2 separate regions of the Anser cygnoides genome follow, and region 2 is linked to region 1. A link is a contact called in public Hi-C data. All regions are on one chromosome and are shown on one strand. Each heading gives the region's core, a stretch centred on a gene start, on an enhancer-like site or on the middle of the called end of the contact. The rest is flanking DNA. Distances are from core to core; before and after follow the strand shown.

The links. Hi-C and Micro-C count contacts between places; a contact is called where the count stands out from the background.
Region 2: a contact with region 1 is called in a Hi-C map of liver, with 9 times the contacts expected there. The contact joins the enhancer-like site here to the promoter of GNMT in region 1. A contact is called at or near these places in 2 of 7 Hi-C or Micro-C datasets (both in liver).

Annotation. Positions count from the first base shown.
Region 1 is chr3:14,433,453-14,441,235 of Taihu_goose_T2T_genome, forward strand. It overlaps GNMT (glycine N-methyltransferase), which reads right to left and starts at 3,445. Exons shown (of 6, transcript XM_066993522.1): 1 at 3,135-3,445; 2 at 2,919-3,046; 3 at 2,707-2,820; 4 at 2,075-2,217; 5 at 1,792-1,913; 6 at 1,411-1,718. The coding sequence starts at 3,340. The coding sequence ends at 1,547. PEX6 (peroxisomal biogenesis factor 6) reads left to right here. Exons shown (of 18, transcript XM_066993520.1): 18 at 1-200. It overlaps CNPY3 (canopy FGF signaling regulator 3), which reads right to left. Exons shown (of 6, transcript XM_066993521.1): 3 at 7,774-7,783; 4 at 7,250-7,372; 5 at 7,003-7,120; 6 at 5,628-6,890. The coding sequence ends at 6,679.
Region 2 is chr3:15,070,189-15,077,971 of Taihu_goose_T2T_genome, forward strand. No RefSeq gene overlaps it. Among named protein-coding and RNA genes, the nearest start is that of SNX5, 22 kb to the right of the region's middle. Within about 2 kb of position 5,128, at least 2 of the 3 cell types and tissues checked have open chromatin away from gene starts, as enhancers often do. A contact at or near this core is called in liver, where this site is marked.

The DNA of each region.
Region 1 (7,783 bases), core at 2,195-4,694:
ACCCCAGGCAGGGGGGAAGCTGAGTCTGGTGGCTGTGGGCAGCTCAGGGGTGTCTCAGGACAGGAAAGCGAGGCCAAAACTCGACCCAGTTTGGCAGCAGGCTGGGGGCAGTCACTTGTGGGACGTGGGGCAATGCTGCTGCCGCAGGCCTGGCCTTGACGTGGTCTCCGTAAATAAATAGAGGTTTCTGCTCCACTGCGGCACTGCCTGGCCTCAGATCTTTGTCCGCTGTGCTCGGGACAGGCCCTGCCAGCCCCTGGGAGGACTGGGTGTCCCAGAGGGGAACCCGTGTCTGGCAGGGAGCAGCGGGGAGTGCAGGCACATGGCTGGGGCCACCCACCCTTGTGGGGCTTGCACCCTTGTGGGTGCTTGCATCTGGCACCCAGAAGATGAAGGAAAATCTCGCTGCTGCCTGCAGAGGGAGCCCCGTTCTTCCTGGAGGAGCTCGGTGCCGGGGTGAGCTGCACTGGGGACAAGTGGCAGCAAGAGCGATTCCCACCAGATACCAGGAAAAGCTTGTCACAGCCTTGGAAATACTCAACCCAACCCTTGGCTGGAGCAGCCCCGAGCTGCCCCACCTAAGCCAGCCTGCGCTGAGCATGAGCTGGACCAGCCACCCCCGAGGCCCTGTCTCGCCTCGCTCCGCAGCTGGCGCTGCTGCTGCACGTGCGCTGCTTCCTGGCCTTTGCCAAGGGTGCCAAATAAATCCCCCACTGGAGCTGTGTGTGTCAGTCAGCTGCCGGGTCCCTGCAGCTGCTCCCGCAGCTCAGGGGCAGTCCCAGGGTAAACCAGGGAGCCATGAGCGCCCCAGCCCTGCTGGGGGGGGTTGGTGCTGCCTGCCCCAGGACTGCTTCCAACTGCATCGCTGCACCACCTGCAGCTGGCGAGGACCCCAGCGCGCTCCTCCCCGACAGGCTGGTCCTCCCGCAGCCGCGGGCACTTGGTGCGTGACAGCCCAGCCGAGTGCCTCGAGCGCTGCTGCTGCTCCGGCTCCTGAGCGTGTTCAGGCAGAGCCGGCCGTGACCGCGACGCCCTGCTGGATGTGGCCACCACCTCTTCCCCAGGGCGGGCAAGGAGGGTGCTGCAGCCGTGCCAAGGGACCAGGGCTGAGAGCAGCGTCAGGAAAAGGGGGGGGTGGAGGTGCGAGGGAGAAGGGTGTCTGCTGGCCTCCCCCGCGAGCGGTGCTGCAGCAGGCGTGCAGCGGTGGGGATGCACAGCCACCCAGGAGCCAGCCCACGCGGGCCTCCTGGCGACTGGCAGCAGCGAGGGGCAGAGAGAGGGGGTGAGGCTGCGCCCGTGACCCCCCCCCCCCGTACTCCCCCCAAGGTCTGGCACTCCTTTCCCTGGGCACCCAGGTCCCCCCGTAGCAGAAGGTGACTCGCCCCATACACGGACACACGGACCACGGGCTCCGGTAGCTCTCACAGGTGCTCTTAATTAACAGGAGGGGGCTCCCAGGCAGCTCACGGCGATGTCCCCAGCCCCCTGCTTGTCCCCAGAGCTGCTCGGAGCTCTCCACCACCACAGTCCCGTCTCCGCAGCCCCCTCATGCCGTCTTCTTCACGACGTGGATGAAGTAGCAGGGGATGTGGGCCTGCCCCGGCGTGTAGGGCTGGAAGTCACCCAGGACGCTGTGCTGGCACTTCCCCTGGAAGGCACCCTTCAGCAGCGCCGTGAAGGCCTCCAGCCGGTGCGGGTAGTATGAGAGCCGAAACTTGCTGCAAGGAGGCAACGGCGGTGAGGCCGGGGGCTCGGTGCCGGCCAGGAACCGCCCTCGCGGCCCCCTCTCACCTCAGCTCCGGGGAGGCCCCCGCCTCCGTCGGGGGGACCTGCACAGTGTAGTCCAGGGTCACCATGTGGGCCTTGTTGTTCACCAGCAGCACCGAGGTGGTGATGTCCTTGGTCAAGTCGCTCTGGGGAGCGCAGGAGGCCGGCTGTGTCCTGCGGGGACTCGGCTGCCCCCAGACCAGGCACAGCCCAGCTCCCCGGGCCCCTCGGGGACCTGGCGAAGGGGCTAGGGAATGGGGTTGGGGCAGAGGGGCCTGGGGTAGGGCAGGGTCCGGCAGCCGCCCACCTTGTAGTAGATGTTCTTGCCGGGCGGCGCGCAGCCCGTGGCCAGGATATGGTCGTAGTTGCGGTGGTCGATGACCAGGACGCCCCCGGGCCGCACCATGCTGGCGATGTTCCTCAGGGCCAGCTTGTGGTCGCTCTGGTCCCCTGCGGGGAGGGAACCGCAGCGTCCCCAGGCAGGGGCTGTGCCCTCGTATCCACAGGACCACCACCACCACCCCCCTCATTTCACCCACATACAAATCACTGCCCCCCCCCCCCCCCCCCCAGCTCTTAGCTCAGGGAACCCACAGCCCCACCCACGGTATGAGCTCAGGCACGTTCTCAGCCTCGCTGGGGCAGCGCAGGGAACCCACAGCCCCACTTGTGGCACGAGTCTGGGTGTGCCTTCAGCCTTGCCAGGGACGCGACACAGACGCACGCAGCCCCAGCACCCCCGGGGCCCGGTGGCCCCGCTCGTGCCACGAACTGGGGCACGTTCCCTGGCGACACGCTGCAACACAGCAATGCCACCTCGGGTAATCCACTCGTGGCATGAGTTAGGGAAAGTTCTCAGCCTCCTGGGAGGCTCTGTGTAGGGGTATATGTGGGTATGTGATACCCTCCCCGAGCCCTCCCAACCCTCCCTGGCCTCACCTTTGAAGTCAGGCAGGTGCGCGAAGGAGTTGCCCAGGCAGATGACGGCGTCGAACCCGTCCCCTGGCTTCTCCAGGTCCTTCTCCAGTGTGAGCCAGTTGGCCTCCTCGATGACTGCAGCGCAGGGGAAGGTATGAGGGCAGCGCCCCCCCTCCCCCAACACCCCCTGCCCGCAAGCTTCCCCCTCCCCCTCGCCCCAGCAAGCCCCGCACCCCATCGGTCGAAGGGCTCCTCCTTGCGCCGCTCCCAGCGCTCCTTCAGCGCGTACTTGAGCATCTTGTCGCTGGCGTCCACGCTGGTCACCTGGAAGCCCTCCTCCAGCAGCATGATGGAGTCCACCCTGGGGACACGGCTGTCAGGGGTGCTGAGGAGGGCTCGGGGGGAGGGGGCTGGGGAGGGAGGGAGCTCACCGGTGCGCGGTGCCTCACCCGGTGCCGCAGGCCACGTCGAGCACGGAGCGGCAGCGGTGCTGGCGGAGCAGCGCCAGGAGCCAGCTGCGGTACTCGGCCGTGCGGCTCCGCGTGTCCCCGATGTACAGCTGCCACACGCGGGCCGCCCGCCCGTCCGCGTACTGGTCCGGCAGCCCCTCCGCCGCCACCCCCAGCGACCGCGTCCGGTACACGCTGTCCACCATCTCCGCCGCCCGCTCCGGCCCCGACCCCGGCTCCGGCTCCGGCCCCGGCCCCGCTCCGGCCCCGGCCCCGCTCCGGCCCCGGCCCCGCTCCGGCCTCGGCCCCGCTCCCGGCGCGCCACTCCCCCGGGCGCGCCACTCCTCCCGGCGCGCCACTCCTTCGCCACGCCCCCCGCACTCCCCCCGCCGCCCGCCAATCCCCTGCCGCGCCCCTTCCCGCGCCACGCCCCCCGCCGCCCCTCTCGGCCAATCGGCGCCGCCCGCCCTCTTCCCGCCCTCCGGCTGCGCGCCACGGCCCGGCGGCGGCGGAGGGGGTCGGGGTCGACGCCTTCGTTGCAGCCGAGCGGGGCGGGGGCTCCGTCCCCGGGCTGCCAGCGGCTGGGGGGGGCTGAAGCGTGCGGGGGGTTAACTGTGGGTGAACCGAGGGGCCGGAAGCCGTGGGGAGAGCCAGGAGGAGCAAGGGAGGCGTACGGGGTGAGGGAGTGCTGGTGCGAAAACAGCACCGCTGAGGGTGTGCGTGACACGCACGAGGTCCTGCGGAAAGCACCGTGAAAAATCTCCTGCGGGCACAAGTGGAAAGTTACCGGGCCTCTGTGCCTAGGGTGCACAAAGAGCACACGTGGCCTAGTAAAGTCTGATTTCGATCCGGCACGTTGGAGGCTGTGCCTCTCCCCCTGCCCCAAAAGGCGCCCGGAGCACTTCGCTCACAGGTGGCGAACTTGGGTCGCTGAAAGGGGGCGAGTTCGTGCACGACTCATCGCCTTCTGCGGGATGGAGGTAAGCAGCCGAGGACTATGGGGAGCGAAACATCCCAGGAACAGAAAACGGTGTTAACTCTAATGGAAAACATTTTGATAAAAGCATGGGAAAATTATACCGGTCCTAGATCTCAGAATGCTGTTTGCGTGGGGGATGGACTCTAGTTCAATCTACAAGCCTGAGACCTGACACCAAATCGGGGTTAAACTCCAGGACTCAGTCAGGTGAGGTGACAGAACAGTGGTGGGCTGCTCACAGCATGGCGAACGATGTCTGATACCCTAAAACAACACACCCAGACACCTGGGGACAGGCGGGGGCTCCTGTGACCGTACACCATGAGCTTCTTGCAGTCGGTGTCTGAAACGCACGTCCTGGCGCCGCACGACTGTCAGACTACAGCATGAACACTTCCAACAGCCACTCGATTCATGGTGCGGTCTAGCCAACGGCGCCGGCTAGTGGGCCAACAAGCAGTTGAAAACCTAGGCTGACCAGCCCGTGATCTGTTATGTGGAGATGCTGGAAAGCCTACACAGTCTTCTGTCACCATGAAGCAAGGGCCGCAGGATTCTTTTATGCAATTTCTGGAGCGGCTGCTAGGTGCCCTTTACAGGTAAGTAGATCTTGCTGCAGCTCGGGAAGTTTTGTTGGAACAGCTGGCGGTTGAAAATGCTACTGCGGATTGCCAACGGATCTTAAAAACCCCGCGAAATCCTGCACTTACGGACACGATAGACGCGTCAGAAGGTGGACACCCAACCGCATCAGGTTAACCTTTTAATGTAGGCTTTTGCGGCTTTCCACGCCAGATCCTCCAAACGCTTTTACTGGGGGGAAACTGGTCACTTTAAAAGGAAATGCCCCCCAAAAATGCCGAGCCAGCGCAACAAGAGGACATGCGCCGACACAGGCCACCCCTGGCACTGGCAGCCCCAGCTTGTACACCTGCACCAGCAGAAGCGCCAGTAACACTCTCTGATACCATTACCCTGATCCCAACGGGAGCCAGGGGACCGCTGGCGACGGATGCCCAGGTGCCGCGATGCTTGACCGAAGTTCATGGGGAATGCAGCTTCGGCTCCACGGGGCCTGCAGAAATTATGCGGGCCCAAAAGGTCTCTGCGCAGCGCCCTTCCTACTGCCATAAACTCCGACATTCTGCTCAGCGAAATGAGATGCGGGGCCGAGATGGGTCCCAGCGAGATGGCTCCAGTCATCATTACGTCAGCCATTGCCGTCCTGACGATGACAGTACCTGTGGACGGAGTGTGGATCCCGCCACAACCCAAGAACATTTGGGTAACTAGCAAATAAGACTGGCCAAGACGCCACGTGCCTCGCCTTGTCTACCCTGGGAACCCTTTTTCTATGTGCCTGGTGTCCAGCAGACACCTGGCCTCCACCTACTGCACAGGGTTTGTGTAGCACCGTAAGAAACTGTGCTGATAACTGGGATGGGTGGGGTGCTTACTTGCCCCTGCTACCACGTGAACCGCAGGAGCTTGAACTTTTAGGTTCAATCAAAATGGACAGTTGTTTGTATTTTAATCACACTGGTAAAAAACAATCTGTAGCACAAAATGTTAATTCCTCTCTATCGTTATATAGAAATAGCACAGCCTGGTGCAACTATGCCAGCCCGAACATCTCCTGCTCCACCGATGTGCCTTTAGCGCTCCCCTCGGGGATCTTCTTTACCTGCAGAGATCACACGTGGGGAGGAATGCCCTCACACGTGAGGGGAAGACCTTGTGGCCTGGGAAGACTTACCTTGCTGACACCAAATACGTCAACAATTCTGAATTACCATCGGCGCGCTAAGCCATCGACCCGTGCTTTCCAGACGGACCGCGGGGATGATGTGGGATTTTGGAGCAGCAAAGAGATAATTCTGGCCTCTATTTGCACCAGGAGTAGTGGCATCAAAAGCTTCAGTCGCACTGAATAAACTATGCTGTTGGCTTGCCAAACAGGGCAACGCCACGTCTTTAGCCTTACCTAATCTACTGATGGATGTGGACTCGGTTAGACAGGCTACGTCGCAGAATCACGCAGCAATAGACTTTTTACTGTTAGCCCACAGTCACGGATGTGAAGAGTTCGACGGGATGTGCTGTGTGAACTTTTCGGACCATTCCGTGTCCATTCATGAAAGCATCCAGAAACTCAGGGACAAGGTCGGTAAACACAGGCAGGACGATGAGTGGGGATGGCTTAACAATTTTCCTGGTGGTTTTGGGTTGGGAAGCTGGGTTATGCACCTGTTGAAGCTACTCACAGTATGTTTGTTGATTTTCTCATGTATTTTAATACGTGTACCGGAAAGTTACCGGCCTCTGTACCTAGGGTATATAAAGAAGCACACTCGCCTAATAAAGTTTCATTTCGATCCTGCACATCAGAGTCCGTGCCTCTCAACCTGCCACAACTGCCCCCTGCCCCGGCTCGCTGGAGCCTACAGGGGCTGGTGAGTCCGTGCCGGGGCTGGCCGGGGTCTGTGGCCCCGCAGCGTGGAGCGAACCCCTTCCCCTTCAGTACTTTTGGGGTGAGCACCGTGCCTCGGGGCTCCCGGCCCCTGCCTACAGTTCGTCGGCAGGGCTGTGGGGGAGCGGGGCCTCCTCCTGGACACCGTGCTCCTCCAGGGTGGCCCCTGCATCGGGGAGGCTCTCGATGCCCTCACTCTGCTCCTTCACGGTTTTCTTCTTCTTCTTCCCGCTCTTTTTCTTGCTCGGCTTCTCCCCCATGCTCGCCAAGTCGCCCTTCTTGCCGGTCCACTTCTCCGCCAGGCAGCCTGCAGAGAGAAGCAAAGCCCTGAGGGAGAAGCGGGGTTCCTCGCACCCTCACCGGGCCACCCCGCTCCACCCCACACATGCCTGTCGCCCCTGGGAGCAGCAAAGACTTACTCGCGTCCTTCCCTTTTAGCACGTGGTCAGCACAGAGAAACTGGGAGAGATCCTCTGTCTGGTGGTGCCTGTACCAGTCCTCGATCACGTCTTCGTACTCCTCCACCAGCACGTCGCACTAGCGGAGAGAGGAGAGCCTAGCTCCCAGCACGCGGGGGGTGGGAGCGGCGTGCTGGGTCCTGCCGGCACCCGCAGATCCTCCCCCAGCCTGCACAGCCGCTGCGGGCTGACCCCGGCGGGCAGGTACCTGCTTTTTGAGGTCGGCCACCTCGGCGGAGGTCTCGTTCCACAGCTCGTAAGGGATGTCCATCACCACCTTGACGCCCTTGTGCACCAGGTTGTGCAGGGTCTCAAAGGTTTCCGACATGCCCTGTGGGAGAAGAGAGCCGCCTCGTGAGGTGACGCTCCCTGCCCAGCCCCTGCTCTGTCCCCACAGTGCTGCCAGGGGTGCAGACGGGCACAAGACAGCTGAAATCAGGGGCCACACCGCATCGGTGTCACTGGGGGAAAGCATAAGTGATGGCAAGTCCCTCTCTGCAACTAGCACCCGATCCCCAACACGACAGGAAGGCACGTGCCACGTAAGAGGGCACATATCTCCCTCCTGCACACACAATGACCACCTCTCCCTAAAGACAGCCCCCCCGGACCCAATTTCCAAGGCCTTGCATGCAGATGGCAGGCCAGGGACCCAGGGGACAGGAAGAACAAACCACAGTTCAGTGCCCCAGTAGCGTGCAGGGAGGCGAGGTAGTGAAAGGCAACCCCCACCTTTGCAAAT
Region 2 (7,783 bases), core at 3,878-6,377, 640 kb after region 1:
TACAAGAAGCACCTCACTGAAACATGCCGAAGTATTTCTCTAATTCCCGTACTTACCAGCCCAGGAAATCAGCCGTGATATTGCTTTCACATATCAGATTTCTGGCCTCACTCATTCATGGCAACAAAAACCATATGGCGAGAGCACATCTCGCACGGCCCAACAGGAGGCCTAGCCGAGACACAGGCCGTGGTGGGGCTGCGGAGACACTCAGCAAACAAGGCAGTTGCAGATATGGAGACATCCACCCCTAAATTCTTTGATGGGGGGGCTTAAGACGTGGTCCTGCAACCAGGGGATCCTCAATTTATTCCAGTGTTGTGAGCAGCAAGGGAAAACAAGTGCTGAGCTGTGAGAAGTCACGTTACTACTTTGCTGGGAAGCGCTGCCACTCTTCTGGCCAACTTTGTGAGGCAGCAGCACCCCAACACCACTGGCATGCTGGCCCCTCTCTGCAGTCACCTGGGGGCAGCCCCCTGCCCACCTCTCCTTCACCTGCTTCGTTATACTTTGCAGAGCCACCCGGCAGCCACTTAAACAAGGATTGGGCAATTTCAGCACACAGCTCGGCAAACACGCCTCCTTGCAGGACTGCCTTATCGCACGGCTTTGGCAGGCCCTGCTCACGCACAGAGCGGCACACCAGGGCTGGCAGAGGGCAGGGGGTGCCCTCAAGCCTCCCATTTCCTCCTCTCTGATGTGCTTTCAGAAGAAGTGGTCCATCTTTGAACCTCCTGCAGTCTCCCCAAAAGTGCTTTGTCCGTCTGGCCCATGGGGAGCTGAGAGGAGACCCTGGGCCCACTGCTCCATGTTGTACCAGACATAGCACCAAGAGGAGCAAGGAGACAGCCCGTCCGCCAGTGGGGCACCGGACACCGAGCAGGAATGCTCAACAGCACGACACTAACGTGTGATAACACGATTCCTACGTCCTTTCTGCCATGGGTGAAGCCCGGGAGGAAAGAGGGGAGGAAGCTGTCGCTACCTCTGTCTTTCACTGAAGTAATCCATCTCTCATCAGCTACCAGCCAGGGTGTCCAGCCTCAGCGTCCTTGCTCCTATTTTTAGCTCCTCTGTAACCAAACACAGCCAGGTGGTTTATTTGCAAAGATTTCCCCACTAAGACACAGGGATGCTTGTCTCCCACAGAGAACTCCCTGTTTTCATTGTACCTCCCTCTGGTTGTTGTGTGCACTGAGGGAGCTGTGGTGGTTCGGGATTTGCATACTCACACACCACATAGCTCCTATGATTAACCAGTTTCTGTAGACTAAATTACCCTGCCTCAGGAAAGTTTTTCAGCCAAGCGTCATCTTTCTTCCTTCAGAACAGATCCTCCAGCTTGCAATTTCACTCAAGCAGGCAAACATTACATGCGCAGTTCCAAGGGCAGCAAATAAACAGTGCATTTTCCTTCTTCCCCTCTCCCCAGGGTTGAGCTGCTTGCAGCATCCAGGCCCCACGTAACACTTTGTGCTTGGTGCAATGCGAGCACAAGGATTTTGTAAAAGTCACCCTCTCCAGAGACCCTGGAAGTGCCTTATAGGACTTATAAGTGTCTGCACGCGTAGAAAAGATGGGGCAGAAGCACACCCAGCCACCCTGTTTTGCATCACTGGCTCCACTACTAATACCTCCCTGCTTCCTCCTGCAGCAGTGCTAACCCTGGCTGCGCTTTTGCCAAGCCTTGCCACAGGACAAGGAGACACTGTCCCAGGGCCTAATGTGACACACAATTCATTCAGTCTCCCCAGAGCCATGCTCCTTTGCCTCCTCCTTCTTACCGAAGGGTGGCCTGGCCCCTCCAGAAAATAAAAGACAGACTCCACACAGCACACAGTTGCCAGAACAGTTGTCGCTGACAACCAAACTGAAGATAAGCTACACCATCACCGTCTTCATTTACTGCCTTGAATTCCTACATTTTGTTTCTCTTTGCACACAGGAAGGACAGGCAAGTTTTTTTTATATCATCTTGTCAATGTCAGTGACCAGCTTCTGCGTCACCTTGCATGTCTCACGGGGCATAGGGCTGAAACTCCACAAAGAACTGGCAGCCTTAAAGAAACTGAGACAGGACCTGCACCAGCAGGCCAAATGGTTCCAGCCCAGACCTAGAAGGTCATCCCAGGGCTGCAAAAAACTTTCTGCAGTAGATAGATGCAAATAAACAGGCCCCAGCTAAGTTTAAAAAGCCTGGTCTCCCATCTGGGCAGAGGAAGCACGTCAAAGTGAAGACATATAAACACACTGTCAGTTATCAATGGGAAAATAAAGCAGCACAGAGGGTGGGAAGTGACTTGTGCAAATATACCTAGGGAGGGCTGGTATAGAAAGGAGGTGGTGGTGCTTTGTGGTCAGTCATAAAAGGAAGATGTGAATCAGGTCACTGCATACTGACTCCAGACAGACGTCAAAAGCAACCATGTTCAGAGCTAGACAAACACGGCCATGGAACCCCATCGGTGTAAATCAGCCTTGCATCCGTGCAAGTCAACATGATGCCAGGTTACATCAGAAGACACTCCAGCCTCCTCTCCCAATATGAGAAGAAACCGTGCAAGAGGCTTGTTTGAACTAGGATTACATCATCCTGCACTGCAAAAAAGCTGGGCTGTGGCAAGTCCAGGAACAGCTGCCAGGGAAATCCTGGAGTCGCTTTAGGGAAGATCTGGGAGTTTCACCCCTCAACCAGAGCCCTGAGTTTTTGATGCTGTTCCCATCACGTTGCTTGTCAAAGGTGCTCGGCTTCACCCACACCATCCCTATGAGCAACCCCCAAGACATAACCCAGAGGCATTGCTGCTGATTTAACAGCATACAGCATTAGGAAGCACACGGCTCATTTAAACATACCATGTTACAAGTCAACACTGACTGGTGTGTACTGAGGAGCTGAAAAGCACAAGCTGCCTTTCCTCTCCAGCCAGGACACCTTGTATAACACCACGGGCTACAATGCAGAAGTATCCTCTGGAGCCTTGCAACAGCAAGTTCAGCTTCGTGAATGTCAGCATAAAAATTTGGCCCAGAAAACACTGCCAAGCAGAGGTTAAAGCTCCATGAGTCAGCCAGGATTTTCTCTACCTGCTTCTGTTCATCACCTACCACAACTCAGGACTACAACAGTGTGGACAGACAGGACAGCAATGGGACAGAACCAGACCTGAACAGACAAACCTGTTTCTGAAGGGAGGGAAACTCCTGATCCAGTGGCCCCTCTGCAGATTATCAATAACCACTGGTGTGCATCAGTGGTAATCTGCTGGTCTGGCCTCTGAGGCAGACGATGGGAAAGACAGACAAATATTGGTCGTGGGTATTGTGGTTGCACCTAGCAGCAACCAAGCACCCCAACCTTTACGTAACTTGAAGCTAACAGCGATGGCTCAACGAAGCTAATTAGCCCCCACGGACTTATCTGGTCTCAGCTCCTGCAGGAACTGGGTCCTCTCACAGAGCCTGCACTGGAAGGATGGTGCTAACACGTCCTGAAAGATCCTTCTCAAATCTCACTTCTTCCCTGTCCCTCAGGGACAGGGCAGCTCTCACCACCTAGGCGTCTGCAGGAACCAGCCAGCTCCTAGAGCCGCAAATATGGCCCAGACTGCTGCCCCTGCCTCCAGCAGCAGCAGCCAGGACATGCCTCAGACTGCCAGGTGAAGAATACAGACCCGCCACTGCAGAAATGCCTCCTGCTTTAGGCGGCCCAGTGGAAGAAAAGGCAGAGACCTTCCTCTGCAAACAGTAGAGGAAAAAAAAAAAAAAAGGAATAAGAGGAACTGTGGATTTAAAGTAAGAGGCAAATAGTGTAAATTTGCTAAATATCTTACTCCCAAGAGAAAATCCCTTCTGCTTCTCACATTAATCAGGGCACTTAGGACTAGTCCTAACCAGCTGCTCCCACTTCCTTTGTCCATCGCCTCTTCAAACACACAAGAAGCACACTGAGACGGAGCAAACGTGCAAAGATCTGCAGACAAAACCGAGACCTTTGGAAAACACTCCATGCTAGCAAGCACCCCTCTTCCCCCACAGAGGCAGCTGTGCTTTACAGTAGGACAGTTTCCAATGTTTTCCTTCTCTGTGCAGACGAGGGATTTCCTGTCCTCCATGGCAACAACCTTGCATTTACTGAAGGAGGCCGTGCCAATAATCTCCACAGCAGAATGAAAAATTTTAAAGTGGCACTGCCTGTTCGCTCCCAGCTTCAGCTCGCTGATGTTTTCCACGTCCACGGTCCGGAACCACTCGTGAATGGGGCTAATCTCCAGCGTTGCAACTGCCCACGCATGGGAAGCTATTCCCAACCCCTACCAGTACTTCAGAAACTGATCTCAATCCCTACTAGTACTTCAGAAACTAATCTTTCTGAAGAAGGCACCAACACCGTCACCTCCCAGCTAGAGCTGACTAACCACCTTCCAAAGCCTTTGCTAACAAGGCACGATTCTCAGTTCGGAGTCAGTCCCCATCATGCAGACAGCCTTGGGGTTACGTGGCCCACATTTTCCCCCTGCAGGTTTAGAAGTCCCTCCCGAAAAGGAAGCACTGGTCCAAGAGTTTCAAAGCAGAGCTGAGCTAAGCCTTCCCTGCAAAGTCTCCCCTTCTCATCCCCTCTCGGCCTGCCTGCGTGTTGCTCTGCTGCAGGAACACAGATTCAGTACACTGAGCTGGCGACAGGCCCATCTTTGGTTTGGCCCACCTCCATTTTGGCCCATCTCATGCCATTTTAGTGAGTTACATCAGCTTGGCACACGGCCACACGAACATCAGGACCAGCCCAAGGGAAGCAATAGGAACAAAACAGGAGGGGAAGTGAGGCCATCCCCTTTCAGTGGCAGCAAGCTTGTGATGAAACTACATCTTTCACTGACCAAATTTAATTAGACAACTTTACTAGCGTAGCTCTGCTGAATCGCTCATTAACCTCTTATGCCTGAAGACGAGGGTTTTTTTGAGCAAGACCTTCCAGGAGGAGTACTTCAAGAAAGAGCTGGGAGCCGCTGACTAAATGAAGCCAAACCTGAGGTAAGTTTTTGAGCTGAGCCACAGGTGCAAACTAAACCTGTGCTGCCTTATGAGAGAGGCCTGGGTGGTTTCTATCAGAACAAACCTGATCCAAACTAAAACAGACGCAGTAAAGTAGTAAATTGGTTTCAAAGCAGGCAGTAGGCTAGCATCAAAAAGGAACCTTAAAATACTTTTCACTCATTTTTTATACCAGTGAATCAGACTGTCAGAGGCATGTTTCATAAAGAACAGGCTTAGGAAAGTTGGTAAGTAACAGTAAATTTATGCTAAACAAAAGAAACAGAAAATGAATTAAAATCCCTTTAACTGATAGGGACAGTCCTATAGCCTTACCCAAAAGAAGTTAAGGTGTTATAAGCAGTAAGCACACACGACCTGGCCGCTGCACTCTGCCTTTCAGTGTTGACAAGAAGCTGAGGTATCAGCAGCAAAGTACTTGCAATGCATTTCCAAGCGCCTGGGACTCCGCCACCCTCCCTGCAAAAAGTGACCTTGCAATGCCGCTGCCAAGTAAAACAGACCCACAAAACAGAGCACTAAAAGCCACTTAGGCTGACACATTTCACTGCGTTGGGCTGGACACGGAACAGTCACACCAGCAGTTACCACGTTTCCACAGAAGAGCAGCAAAGCGCGGCCAAGGGGCAGTCAAACTGAAATCACAAACTCATTTGGCTGCTTCCAGCAGCAGCAGATCGAGACAGCGGGAGCCCCTGGACGGGGATTTTAGATCCAAGTTAAATTTCTGCCTCTGCTGCACATTCCCTGTGGGATGACAGGCAAGTCACCTTTTCCATGCTCTCCGTGAATCCCCTCCCCTGCAAAAGGGGTCCTGTTCTTGCTGGTCTGTTCAAATCATAAGGCTGTCCCAGCAGGGGTTATTTTTAGCACGCAAGCACGAAAACCCAGCTGAGATGGACTCTGATCTCAGCTGGGCCTTCTCATCAGCTCTGTAATATAAAAAGTAAACAGAAAGCAAGGCTGAGCCCACACCAGAGCTCAGCCACTGGACAGTGTTTGATAGCAGATAAAGCACGTTTCCAGAAACCAGCCAGCTGCAGGTCTAAAGCCAGAACCAGGCAACGACCTGAGGGATTAAAACGGATCACCAGAGCTGGTATTCATTCCCCAGTGACTAGTGAGCTGCAAATGGACACATTTCAAAGCCAGTTCAGCTATTCCACTGTAACCATGCAGTGACGCAGGTGTTTCTCAGGAGCACAAGCTGAAATAACTCAGAGCTGATCGCTCAGGCACAGCAGCAAGTGCTGGGATAGCAGGAGAGTACTCAAAGCTACGCTCAAGAATGGGACCTCTGCGGAGCTCTTTGCTTCACAGCACAAGCAAGCAAGCTGTTCCTCCCCGTCTTTTAAGAGAGGCTGCAGGTGCCAGAGGCTATTAATACCCACCAGGAGAATCTTCCTAGCTCCACATGTAGTGAAATTCACATTTGCTGCCATCAGAAGCGTAGCACACAGCTACAAAGCTACTGGAGGACAGGGCCTCAGATCAGAGCTGAGCACCCCTGAAGCGCGTGGAATCAAGAAGAAACGGGATAGAGCAGAGAAGAGAGAAGCTGAAAAAAATCGGGAGCACATAGAAAAAAAACACTAGTGGTGATAAACCTAATTAAAACACCAGTAATCATCCCAAGATAACTCAGACTGCAGCTGAATTTCTCCCTCCAGCCAGGACCAGGGTGTTTAGCAGTTTCTCAGGCTCGTGAAGCTAGTCATAGCTGCAGAACCACTGTGAGCATCACAAAACCAGCAATAACTTAGCATACACAATCCATGCTCACAGCTTCCCTGGGCTTTCTGTATCCCAAAGGCACAGGAACTGTTCTCTTCGCGGTTCACCACCCTTAGCATGTGATGTGTCTCCCTAGAATCATTAGTACTTGCATAAATCAGAGTAAAACAGCTCTTTTTCCAAGCACACTTGACCCTTAATCATACCCTTTCTGTGGCTACAGAACACTTTTATTGAATTCCTCGTTTCTTGCACCACTTGAAATAGCAATCTCACGCAACAGGACACGTTTATCAGCTTATCATACTTGACCAGGTTGGTTCCCACCTGCAGTTTTCCAATGCCCAGATGCTGCCTACACCCTGAGTACAATTGACACCTATTTCACCCATCCCCAAATGCTCTCATTTTAACATGCCCCACCCGTTGCGAACTCACCATACCAAGACCATGGTCTTCCTAATCCAGCTACCTTCTGGGTTAAGCTAACCCCTTCTGGGTTTGCACTGACCCAAATCCACAGCTCTGTTCTTGTCTTACCTTCCAGCTCTGCTGGAAACAGCCAGAAACCTGCAGCACCCATGGGCCTGGTTCTAGCCACTTGACCTGCACCATCCCAGCAAGCACCTTCACTTCTCTGTAAGCAGAGAAGCGCGACTGCTGTCCAAGGACATGAATCACCTCCCTGCTCCCTAATGCTGAGCACATAGCTGGATTCCTCAGGATCCGTGCATCTGTTGCGAGGGTAAAAAAGAAAAACATCTGCTCCTTCCCAAGATGGAACAGAAAAAGCCAGACTCCCAATTTACCATGTGTGGAAGGGAGCACTGTATCCTACAACACCCTGCATAGCCCAGAAGCTGCACGCCAGTAGAAGCACTCTCCCTCAGAGGGCAATTCCTCTGTGCTATCTCCTACCTCCAGGTAATAGCAGTGACTGCCCCTGTCAAAATTAGAGCTGGATGTTTAACAAGCCTGAGTAAACTTCATCATAGTT